2 separate regions of the Danio rerio genome follow, and region 1 is linked to region 2. A link is a contact called in public Micro-C data. All regions are on one chromosome and are shown on one strand. The core of a region is the stretch at or near the end of the contact, and the rest is flanking DNA. Distances in the headings are between cores, read along the strand shown. Region 1 overlaps agfg2 (ArfGAP with FG repeats 2). Region 2 holds the start of trip6 (thyroid hormone receptor interactor 6).

Region 1 (6,171 bases), core at 2,584-5,083, 77 kb before region 2:
TCCATTCATCCATCTACCAACCCACCCATCCATCCATCCATCCACCCACCCACCCATCCATCTAACCATCCATCTACCTACCCACCCACCCATCCATCCATCCATCTACCCACCCACCCATCCATCCACCCATCCATCCATCTAACCCACCGACCCACCCACCCACCCATCTATCCATCCATTTACAAACCCACCCACCCACCCACCCATCCATCCATCCATCCATCCATCCATCCATCCATCCATCTACCCACCCACCCACCCATCCATCCATCCATCTACCCACCCACACACCCATCCATCCATCTACCCACCCACCCACCCATCCATCCATCCATCCATCCATCCATCTACCCACCCACCCTCCCACCCACCCACCCATCCATCCATCCCACCCACCCACCCACAAACCCACCCACCCACCCATCCATCCATCCGTCTACCCACCAACCCACCCACCCATCCATCCATCCACCCCCCACCCACCCACCCATCCATCCATCCACCCATCCATCCACCCACCCGTCCATCCATCCATCTACCCACCCACCTATCCATCCATCCATCTACCCATCCATCCATCCATTTATCTACCCACCCACCCATCAATCCATCCATCCATCCGACCCACCCACCCATCCATCCATCCGTCTACCCACCCACTCACCGATCTATCCATCTACCCATCTACCCAAATCCATCCATCTACCCACCCACCCACATATCCATCCATCTACACACCTACCCACCCACATATCCATCCATCTACCTACCCACCCACCCACATATCCATCCATCTACCTACCCACCCATCCATCCATCCATCCATCGATCTATCTATCCATGTGTCCATCCATCTATCAATCTAACTATATATCTACTCATCCATCTATCCATCCATCCATCCATCCATCTATTGATCCATCCTTCCTTCCAGCCACATCTATCTATTTGTCCATCTGTCTGTCCATTCTTCTGTCTATTTCTATGAAATCTTTATATACACACAAACAGGTGTTATGTGACAGATTTTTAGTTTTGCATTGGACATAAAGGACAGATTGTATATTCGACATGAGCATTGAACTCTGTGTTCTAGACATCATGGTCAATGTGCTAGACAAAGTATTATTTCCTCTGACAACTGGTCTTCAGCCAACAATAAATTCAACAAACCACTCTCTTTGCGTTGGAGTTTTACCAGAATGACATCACTGCTTGCGTTGGCTTTGAGATCTACCACTAGGCTTACAGCATTTATGGGAGTAAGCATTTCTGTGTGATTTATTAAGCATAAGGCCTTGCAATAGTTCCGCACGGGAACACCAGCATATCCAATTATCAGATTCATTGCTTTATGGATTAAGTTCCTTTTAAGCCTAGCACGCTCTGTCAGATTTATAGCATTGTAAAAAATGTATCCTTCACAATACACAAATATGCGCTTGTGTCCAGCAGTCAGATAAATGCTGAGTCTGACCCTTGCTGCACGGAATTTCAGAGGGAAATATCCATGCATATCAATAGTAAATATAAAACTTACTAAATCTGAGATAAAGAAATCACACATACATCATGCAGTACACAGTTAAGAGACTTCAGTCTATTGATGAAAAAACGTATATAATATTAAAACAGATCCCAAAACATTTTTCGTTTAGAAAACATCACTTTCCAAAGACTAGCATTAATCTGTACGGCAGTTATTCTTTTTTTACAAATAAAAAAACTTGTACCTGAGGTTGTGCTTTTGAAGGGGTTACTAGGAGAAAGAACAGGCTGAGCACAACTGGCTGTGGAGTTGAACGGGTTTGGGAAATCTGAATCAGAGAGAGAAGAAAAAGTGTTATGTGTCGCACACTGCAGAAGGTCTCTCATTAGCACAAATTGTTCTTTGGATCCATTCCCTGTTTTGACTTAATTATTGTGATTTTACACATGTTTGCATCTCAGGGATTTCCTGAGGTCACGCTGTAAGATCGTCCAGATGTTGTGTGTCACACCCAAACTATAAAAACAGCTTAAGTTCTGTTTAAAAACACTGGGAAAGTGGATCAGTTTGAATATGGGGTTTTACATCTATTATTACTTGTTCACACACAAAAGAAGGCCAGTTTACATCAAAAACAATAACTATGGGTCAAAGACGAAACATCACATTTTGGGGTTCACATCAAATTAAATGAACCAAAGCCATTTGATAAATATAGAAAGTATATAAAATCCAAATAAACTGTCTAAAATCTCAAAACATTGAGTGAAATAATTTTCCCTTGTAGCGGCACAGTGGCTCAGTGGTTAGCACTGTCGCCTCACAGCAAAAAAGTAGCTGGTTCAAGTTCTGGCCAGGTCAGTTGGCATTTTTGTGTGGAGTTTGCATGTACTCCTGTGTGGAGTTTGCATGTGGGTTTCCTCTGGGTGCTCCGGTTTCCCCCACAGTCCAAAGACATGCAGTATAAGTAGAACAAATGGTTGAACTAAATTGGCCGCAGTGTATGAGTGTGTGAGATTGAGTGTGTATGTGTGTTTCCCAGTACTGGGCTGTGGCTGGAATGGCATCTGCTGCATAAAACATAAGCCAAAATAGTTGCCGGTTTATTCCACTGTGATGACCCCTGACAATCAAGAACCAAAGCCTGGTTTAACTGGTGTAACTACATGTCGCAACAACGCAGAGTGCAAGCACTGTGATTGGTCAGCTTGGTATCACTGATGAGTGTGGGTGGGACCCAGAGCCGTGCAAGCCCGATGAAGTGAGTGTTTAGAAGTGTCAAGTCCCGTGAAGGAGGTCCAGCTGGAAAGTTTTGCGCGCAGTTTGTGTTGCTCTGCAATAACACTTCTGAAATGCTAACTGGCAGTGAGGTGTTAATGTTCCTCTGTGTTGAGTTTCTTCGCTGGTGTTTTGTTTTTTCTGAACGCTACCTTAATGTAGAAGTAGCTTAAACTCGCTCACTTTGAGCTGGGAACCAGTGGACGTGAAACAACTTTAATTATAAGGTAAACACAAAACAACAGTTTCCACCTTGAGATCCTTCACAAGACTCGACACTTGTAAACTATCGGTCCAAAGGGTTTGCGCAACTCTCAGTCGAGGGCTGCCCCGGAGCATACGCGTGTGCTTGACGCAGAAGTATAAATCAGCCTTAAGCCAAAGGACAATGAATGAATTTTCCATTGTCATTCAGTGTAAAATATATGCTTATGTGAAAATTTAAGCATACTTCAGATTTGTACTAAAAGGGATAGTTCACCCAAAAATGAAAATCCTGTCATCATTTACTCACCCTTTACATATTTCAGACTTTTCTGCTGAACACTAAAAAAGATATCTTGAAGAAAGCAGAAAACCTGTAACCATTGACTTTCATAGTAGGAAAAACAAATACTATTGAAGTCAATGGTTACAGATTTGTTATTTTAACTAATTAAAAATGTTTTGCTGACAACCTATCAGTTTGAAGTAGAATGATGACGTATAAAGATTGACTTTCTGTTACCTTTTTTTAACATGTGATCCCTTAAACTACAAAATAATGCTTGCAGTTGCTCACTTGTAAATGTCTGAGATCCAGATGTGGCCTCTGGAACCCCTGGGGAGCTGAAAACAACAGAAAATACTGTAACTGACTGTATGAAGAACAATGAGAATTAAAAAATGAATCTATAAACCCTTAGCAAACATCTTAACAGTAGTGTGGTTGGAGGATATCTTTCTACGAATTTATTTAGACTCATGTGATGATGTTTAAAGTTTTACCTTGCAGGGGTGGAACTGGATGATAGTCGGTTACCAAAGAGGGTGCTGTACTGAGGAGGTCCATCAGAGGGAGCTGTTGTAATGGCTACAGAGTGATAGAAGGGCTTGTTAACGCTGTACTGAGGTCCTCAGTTAAACCAAATGCTATGAACAGATTTATATTGCTTGATATTTCGTTTGTTATGAATTTTATGACCTATAATTTTATAATAATAGGCACAACCATTCATATATCCCTACCTGTGACAGGTGTGCTCTCCGAGAACACTTTATCAAGGTGTGATAAGGCTGCATACTTGTCCTGAGAGGCAGGGGGCGGAGCAGCAGAACTGAGAGCATTGTGGGCGTGGCTTAACCCCCCGAAATCCAAACTCATCGATTTAGGGAAGGCTCTGAATGGAGCCCCACCCCCAGTTGAAAGAGTGCGACCTAAACCAGAAAAGAAAAGCTCTCTTTAAATGCGTTTGTGTTGTTGCTCATTATATTTGTGAAATATGCAGCATCTGTTAGAACTTGCTGAGGCAATGCTAGAGTGATTGCTTCATGCTTCATGCAGTTCCTAAAAAACTCTTGTTTAGTGGTTACAAGGGTATTCTTGTTGGTTGCTAAGTAGCTGCTTACTGGTTCAACTAAAACAAAGTCTTTATTATATTTATTAATCTTTTAAAGGGTCAAGCTGAAATTATAAGTTGGTAGCAAACATCGTATTTCAATAGATTCTCTTTCTGATAAGCTGTTCATTCTGCCGTGGTGGTCCTTGATAAAGCAGGGAATAAGCCAAAGAAAGGTGAGTGATAGAGGGAGTAGTTTCTACGGTGGCCGAGAGAGCTTAACACAATCTAATTTAAGAAAGCACATGCAATTACAAAAAACACTAGGAAATAAAGAAACAATCTTCATCAATTTGACAGCACAAGTGTTGCACGTAATAACACATTCATATCTCAGCAGGGTCAGTCATGGTTTTGAGTCCCCTTGAAACATTTCCGTTGTGTTACGTGGATATTTGCAAGTGTCGTTAACAAAACTTTTACATTCCTCTGAGAAACGTAACAAAACTTTGTTTGTGAGCAAAATACTTTGAAAAGAGAGAGAAAAATTATTGAGTCCACAGTTCCTCTGGGGAATGTGGTTGTTTTTTGAGTGATGCATTACATTTGTGAGGGAACCCAAACTTTCTCAAGAGAAAATATAACATTTGTACAAGAAAACGAACACTTTCTCTGGTGAAAATGTTTTTACAAGAGATTTCAAACTTCACTGGAGAAACAAAACTTTCTTGGGATGGAGAGGCAGTAGAACACGGCATTTTTACAACACAACACAACACAACACAAACTTTCTCAGGGGGAAAACAACATTTTTACTAAACATTTTTGGTCAAACTAATACTTTCAGAGAAAACAAAACTTTCTTAATAAAATGCAATAATTTGTGAGGGAATGCAAACTTTCTCAGGGAAAAGTAATACCAAGACACTAACATTCTTGGTCCGGGGGAAGTGGAATACTTTTGCTAGAAAACAAACTTTCTTGGCATAGTGCCAAACTGTTGTAAGGTCTTTCCTGAGAGAAACAGTATTCTAGCAAGAATATGCAAACCTTCTTTTACAAGAGAACCCACTGATTTTGTGAAGGAAAACATGACTTTTATGAAGAAAAAGAAATACTTTGGGTACAAATGCAAAGTTTCTGAGAGTGCAAAAGTTTTCTGAGACCTCCAATTTCATATTTCCTCCAATCTCACTTTATCCCATCCCCATTTCCCCTAAGGGGCCTCTGCAGATATTCTTGTATCTAGCTGTGGCACATCTGCCTCCTTTGATGTAAGTTGATAGGATTTTTCTGCCTGTTCAGTCACTTCAGAAAGGTTACTGCACTACTCAACAAGACGTGTAGTCTCCTGCATGTCCATAACACTTAAACATTACATCCTGATACGAAATATGAGTTAAGATGATCAAACTTGAGTAACAGAAATAAAGTTCACTAAGATATTTATATTTAATTATAATTCTTGTTTGAAAAAAGGGATTCCCCCTCTTCTTTCTTCTTGTAAAAACTTTTCATTTTAATGAGACTAAATGACATCTGTGACTGATTTTGAATACCTAAAATGACTGATTATATGAGTGTCTTTATGTGTGTGTGATGTGTGTATTTTTACTTATTTATTGTCTATTTATGTACATACTATGTCAGAAAAAATACAGCCTGTCTAGGGCATAATACATATGAGACAAGTTTGCAATATAGTTCAAATAAACTGACGTCTTTATTAAACTCTCTCTATCAGTTAATGATAAAGAAACATTCTTAGAGAAACATTTTTTTTAACATTGCACGATCAGGCCTGTAGCCAGCTTATTGAAAAGGGTGGTTAAATTTTTCCTGAAAAACTGAAACTTTTTGCAG
Region 2 (5,840 bases), core at 2,271-4,770:
TAAAATAAAGTGCAGCCAATCATCCTTATGGTTATTGTTCTTGTTGTGAATGGTAGTGAATAACCTTTATAAAGAAAATACATCATGGATGAGGGAAATTATGATAAACAGGCCACATTAAGTTTTCAGTTTATTATATATATATATATATATATATATATATATATATATATATATATATATATATATATATATATATATATATATATATATAAGCAGATGAATCATGAATATGAAAGTAACAGGCAGCATTACCAGTTTTATTGGTTTGAATGCATTAAAGCCTGGTGGGTCTTTATAAAGGTTTTCCCTGGGCAGAAAACAGTTAATATGGAAATATTTGTGTTGTGTTTTTATTCTGGCTTTATTTCAGCATGCCTTTATTCAACCTCCAATGATGAATGGGGAAACGCTTTATGCAAAAATTGCTCTCTTTCCACTTGGGATTATGGTGCCATTGTCTTTGTCTTTGTTGTGAGAGAAATTTTATTTTCACTGGTTGTTGTTTTAATTTTATTTTTACATGAATCTTTTCAGTACGTATATTTCTTAATAGTATGCAATAATTAAACAGCAGTCAGTTTTAATATGCAAAGACATGCTGTTTATTCATGTTGAGGTGTTCGTTTTTATGGAACTAATTTTAACTTGAGAGCAGCAGTTTTAGAACATGAGCTTCATCGAGAGTCACATACCACTAAAGTAGGTAGCCTACCATATTTAATGGGATATATGCACATGGACTTTTCATTTTCAGTTAGTCAGCCTCAGCGCTTCCAGTGAAAATTGTGTTTCCATTACAATATCGACACATTTAAGGTCCGATTTCTTTAAAAATGAGTGATCTTCACTGCCTGAGAAATATACGATATAAAGTGGGTCTCAGACCGGAAGAAGCACTCCATAAATTCTTTTCCGCGCTATGTCTTTAAAATATGAACATTAATGTTACCCCAGTATTTTTCAAAGGAGTTTTTAGTGCTAGCGTGCAGCTACTGACGGCGTTAACATTTACACAGTCTTTCATCTAGTTTTACGCTTGAACAATTAAATGAATGCTTAAATCTGTTTAACTGGTTGTATTTTGATAACATTACAACATCGATGCTGTTAAAGGAACCTGATGAAATTTAAAATAGTCACATAAACCTTTCACCGGAAGCATATCATTGGCTGAAAAAACACTAGCTGTGCCTAAATCCTGTTGAATTTACTTCATGGCCATTAAGAAAGTATGTTCTTGATATGAATATGAGCATAGTAAATGGATTTCAGACGTATCTGTCAGTTGGTTATTATCACATAGATAAATTCTCTCGCATGACATTGCCTGACAGTAAATTGTTCATTGAATACGCACTTCAGAATCTCACAGAAAGTCATCCGGATACTTTAGGTCTATCAATTTTTTAAGTACTATATAGCATGGATGTAAGTGATTTCAGGCGCAGCCATTATGTCATACAAGAGATGCTGTAAAAGATGCAAACTAAACATATGGAAAGCTGTAAGAGTCCGAATTGATCAGTTCTGTAGTAGCGCCTTACAAACTTTGCCATGCCATTATGAAAATGGAATGTGACAGTATGTTTCATTTGTAAGCATTTGGCTGTCCAATGTGGGGCAACAGTTTTTATGGAAGGGAATATATAATGTCTGATGTTTAAATATGTGCATCATATGCAAATATGGACTAAATTACACCGATTTCATTGGCTGTTGTGATTGACACACAGACAGTCATACTAATCATGGGATAGTCAACTTTATTTGAAAGAGACTTGCCCTGATTACCTTCCATATTATTTTATAGAGACAATGATTTTACAGTATGAAACAGTTGTACAATACAGATGAATTCTGACCCTTTTAGGCTTCCATACATTTGCCTTGCATCCTTTCCATTTCTAATCAAAATGTCCTAAAACTCTGCTCTCAAATTAAAAGTAGCTCAGGTAAAAAAAAGCAAACATGTCTCTTAAATTTCTCCATTTTGTGTTTACCCTCTCTATGATTGTAATGCGTCATATGTGTTTTGGCGGGAAGATTGGTCTGCAGACTTATGCTTGGTTTTCCCTTGACAACCTTCAACTAATAATCCCTTTACCTCTTTCTCCATGATTTCGTTCTGCAGGTGATGACACCTATCACGATATCTTCAGGGATTTCTCCCAAATGGCCTCCAACAACCCGGAGAAGCTGAAGCGCCGTAGTGCCGATATGAAATAAAGCGGCTGAGCAGCAGATGTCAGTGTTTCATCAATACACACACACACACACACACGTAGGCTCCAGCAGACCCAATGAAGTTCCCACATTCCACAGTAAACACCTCTTATGAAACGCTGCTTCATTTGGTTTATCTGGCCTACATGAGCGTGGGTCTAAATATCTGGGTTTTAGCATATTTATCCCAGCTTAGGCTTAGTTTAGGTCAGTTATTTTTTCAGGCACAGTCGTTATTAGGCTACTTCGCTTTGACCTTCATCATTTGAGTAAGTTTACACATCAGAAGCGATGAAAGCAACAAGTGGAGCAAAGCTAAGAAAAATGGTGGAGTATGTTTTTAATTTAAACAGCATTGAAATTAACCTTATTCAAATGATTTGATGCGCATCTTTTCATTCACCATATTGTGAGCCACAGTGTTATTGCAACTTGAATGTAAATGTTCCTTTGGGTGAGAGAGCCCTGTCTGCTTGGGTCTCCAGTATAATTTTATTTCAGTTTTTTTCTTTATATAAGACCAAAATATGTTTGAAATTGGTTAATTGGTGTATTTTGTACGCCACATTGTTAATTGAAATACCATGAAATGGTATAATATGTAACTAAATAAATGATTCATATAATAAATGACTCACTTGTATTTTTAAGCTATGCCACTGGTCAACTAGGACAACAAGGATTTTGCAATGACTTATATGAATGCTAAACCATTCAAATGTTTAGTGTAGTCAGGGTTCCCACACATTCATGAACATCAGATTCAATTTTTAGATCAAGATCCTGTAATTCACACAACTAGCATGTGCACCACCATAAAACTCATTCATGTACTTATTTACATTAAAAAAATGTCATATTAATGATGTTTTGAATGTCACTTAAAAATGTTGACCATTTTAAACAATCATGTTCAAAGGAATTTATTGAAATTTGTTGAATGCAATACTAGTAATATTTAAATGGGTTTCTGAAATATTGATAAAAAGAGCTTTATTTCATTGTTTTTTTTTTACAAGACTTAAATGTAATGTTTTTAAATAAAAAAATTCTATTTTTTTTGTTCAGTTTTTGACAGCAGCACAGTACATTTGTTGAATTAACACCATAAACTTTAAATTGAAGTCCTTTCAAGAACCCATGTTTGTTTTAAAGGTGGCCTATTATGAAAATCTGTGTTTCTAGTGAGACAATAATGAAAATTTTCGTCCCTTAGTTATTTGTAAGCGTGCTTTTCACCTACTACGTTTCTGGGACTTTTATTTTAAAAACATGCGGCAGTTTATTTACTGTGCGTTACTGGGCAACAACAGCACGAGGCACGTTAAAAACTGGCCTCAGGGACGCAAAAGGCAAGATTTACAGATTATACATTTTTCATTTCCACTCCAAAGAGCCATATGGTATGTTTTGTTACATCTTTTGGTAATTTATCATGATTATTGTGAAATTTAATGCGTTTGTTTCAACAGACACTGTAGACTGGTGAATCGTGTCAAATCACTCAGCTCAACTGTCATCTGTTTCGGCTGTGTTTTCTTTGAATATAGCTTAAAAATACAACAAGATACATCTCTATCACTCTCTGTTAGCAAGTTTTATTATTAGTTAGCTTTTATCCAGAGCAAAACAGGTTAACTTTACTCTGATTGGGTTTATAACGGTCCGTGTTCAGCGTACATCCTGCTGAGCGTTTGCTAAGTCAGAGCTGAGCTCAATAATATTCACGACACGAGCCATATATGGTCAATCATGGGCCTTCTGATTCTCTGGACATTTTTTGAGTAATTAATTAGCTTATTAAACCGCTTCTGTATATTTTTTGAGCTTACCGAAGCCTTTAACCTACTATGTAGATATCAGAAAACAATTTAGCTTTTTAAACCCATGCAGTATTCATTCATTCATTCATTTTTTTGTTGGCTTAGTCCCTTTATTAATCTGGGGTCGCCACAGTGGAATGAACCACCAACTTATCCAGCACGTTTTTACGCAGCGGATGCCCTTCCAGCCACAACATACAAAATGTCGGCCTGACAAATATCTCAATTAAGACAGGTATCTCAAACTGTCAACAAATTGTAATTTTAGCGCAGCCTCTTTAAGCAGACGTATGTCACTCGCTCGTACACGTGTAGAATCTACAGCTAACAGAGAGACGTCATCTGGCAAACTCTGCATCAACCTGAACTTCTTTCTGAAAGACCAACGTGGCCTTGTATGAATGAAAAGAAAGAATGTTTCTGAAAGGGCTTCTGCCAAAAATGCAGAATCAAAACTTTTCTAAACCCTGAATTAATATCGGAATTACTTTTGTACGCTGGAGGGAAATGACGTTATGCAGTTCAAAACAATGATCTGAAGGGTGACACCACGGATGTATTTCTTTAAGACGAGTATGTTTTAAAACTATTTTAGCCACGCAAAACTTATGTAGACTGTCTATATGTCACAGTTTGTAGACTGTGTTGTTGTTTATGAATGAGTTTATATGCATGGAAGTGTTTCTGTTTTTAGCACTCCTTTTATCTGATCTAATTTTTATGTAGTCTAATAACAAAACAAGTAAATAGTGCTCTTCCACCTAACTAGCCTTGCTGAGGTGAAGTTTGATTTTGATTCTTGAGGACTGTCAATAACTATGCTTAATAAAGAGCTAGTCTCCATAGAGTTTTCTAATTGGTGAATGACATGGTCTAGTGTGATATCTAACTGGTGCGCGTTCATGACTTAATGAAGTCATGGCTTTGGATGGCAGGGGAGGGAGGTAAAATTTCTAAGCTATCATGCTAATGCTAGCATTCTGGCAGATCACCTACTGCACCTTTAACTGTTAGAAAATGACAGTAGAGCTACTATTTTGAAAATAAATCAAATAACCACAAAATTTTTAAACTTTCTATACATCGAGAAAAAGTAACACAAAGATTTTTAACACTGACAATGTTTCAGATTGTTGACATCATCACAGACTAATCTCTGAGGAATTCCATTGGAGACTAAAGAGGAAGAAGCTGAAAATACAAAAGCCCCCTATCTCAAAAATAAAAGACAAGACAAAAAATAAAGTGTAGAAAACAGACATAGCATTTTTATTGACGACATTAAAACATTGTTCCAATAAAACCCAGCTGTCTTGTTATGTGCTTTCCTGGAAAAATAAAGCGTAACAGGCACATGATGTTGGCTGGTACTGTGCTAAAAGGTGAAACTACCCGATTGGCTCGCACAGTGAGGTCTTTTCAACCTTTAAATTAGATCAAAAGTCAACCTGCACAGCGTAAAGCTATAAAGTTCAAAGGGTCAGATGATGAAATGTTGCTAAATGTTATTTGGAGATAGACTGTACTGAGGCAAAATGACATCTACAGGCCAAACTGCATTGTAAAATTGCATAACTACAGTGCATCTGAAGGCAATAACAGTCATGAGAAAGACATGAGAAAGTCAAGTCTTTAAACAAAGTAAAGTCTGGCAGTGGCAGAGCTCATTGACTCGGTCTATGGAGATTAAGGCTCACGTGTGTGGTGTTATAAGGAGTGCGTCTTAAAACATCATTGACTATTCAAGGGTTTCCCATGGGAAGCAGAGGATTAGCAAGACTAAACTTACAC

The links. A called contact is a pair of places that touch in the nucleus more often than the background predicts.
Region 1: a Micro-C map of caudal fin shows a contact between it and region 2, with 5 times the contacts expected there. The contact joins the enhancer-like site here to the promoter of trip6 in region 2. A contact is called at or near these places in 3 of 18 Hi-C or Micro-C datasets (caudal fin, embryo and hematopoietic stem cells) and 1 of 4 datasets of contacts at active chromatin or transcription factors (caudal fin).

The regions. Positions count from the first base shown.
Region 1 is chr7:20,110,818-20,116,988 of GRCz12tu, reverse strand. The region is part of intron 7 of agfg2 (ArfGAP with FG repeats 2); the gene reads right to left. It also overlaps a transcript of acap1 not described here. Among named protein-coding and RNA genes, the nearest start is that of si:ch73-335l21.1, 14 kb to the left of the region's middle. Within about 2 kb of position 3,833, at least 7 of the 62 cell types and tissues checked have an H3K27ac peak or open chromatin away from gene starts, as enhancers often do. A contact at or near this core is called in caudal fin, where this site is marked.
Region 2 is chr7:20,033,780-20,039,619 of GRCz12tu, reverse strand. It overlaps trip6 (thyroid hormone receptor interactor 6), which reads left to right and starts at 3,520. Exons shown (of 15, transcript XM_073908313.1): 1 at 3,520-3,578. It overlaps acap1 (ArfGAP with coiled-coil, ankyrin repeat and PH domains 1), which reads left to right. Exons shown (of 24, transcript NM_001080579.1): 24 at 2,135-2,852. The coding sequence ends at 2,229. slc16a13 (solute carrier family 16 member 13) reads right to left here. Exons shown (of 6, transcript XM_001920215.8): 6 at 5,293-5,840.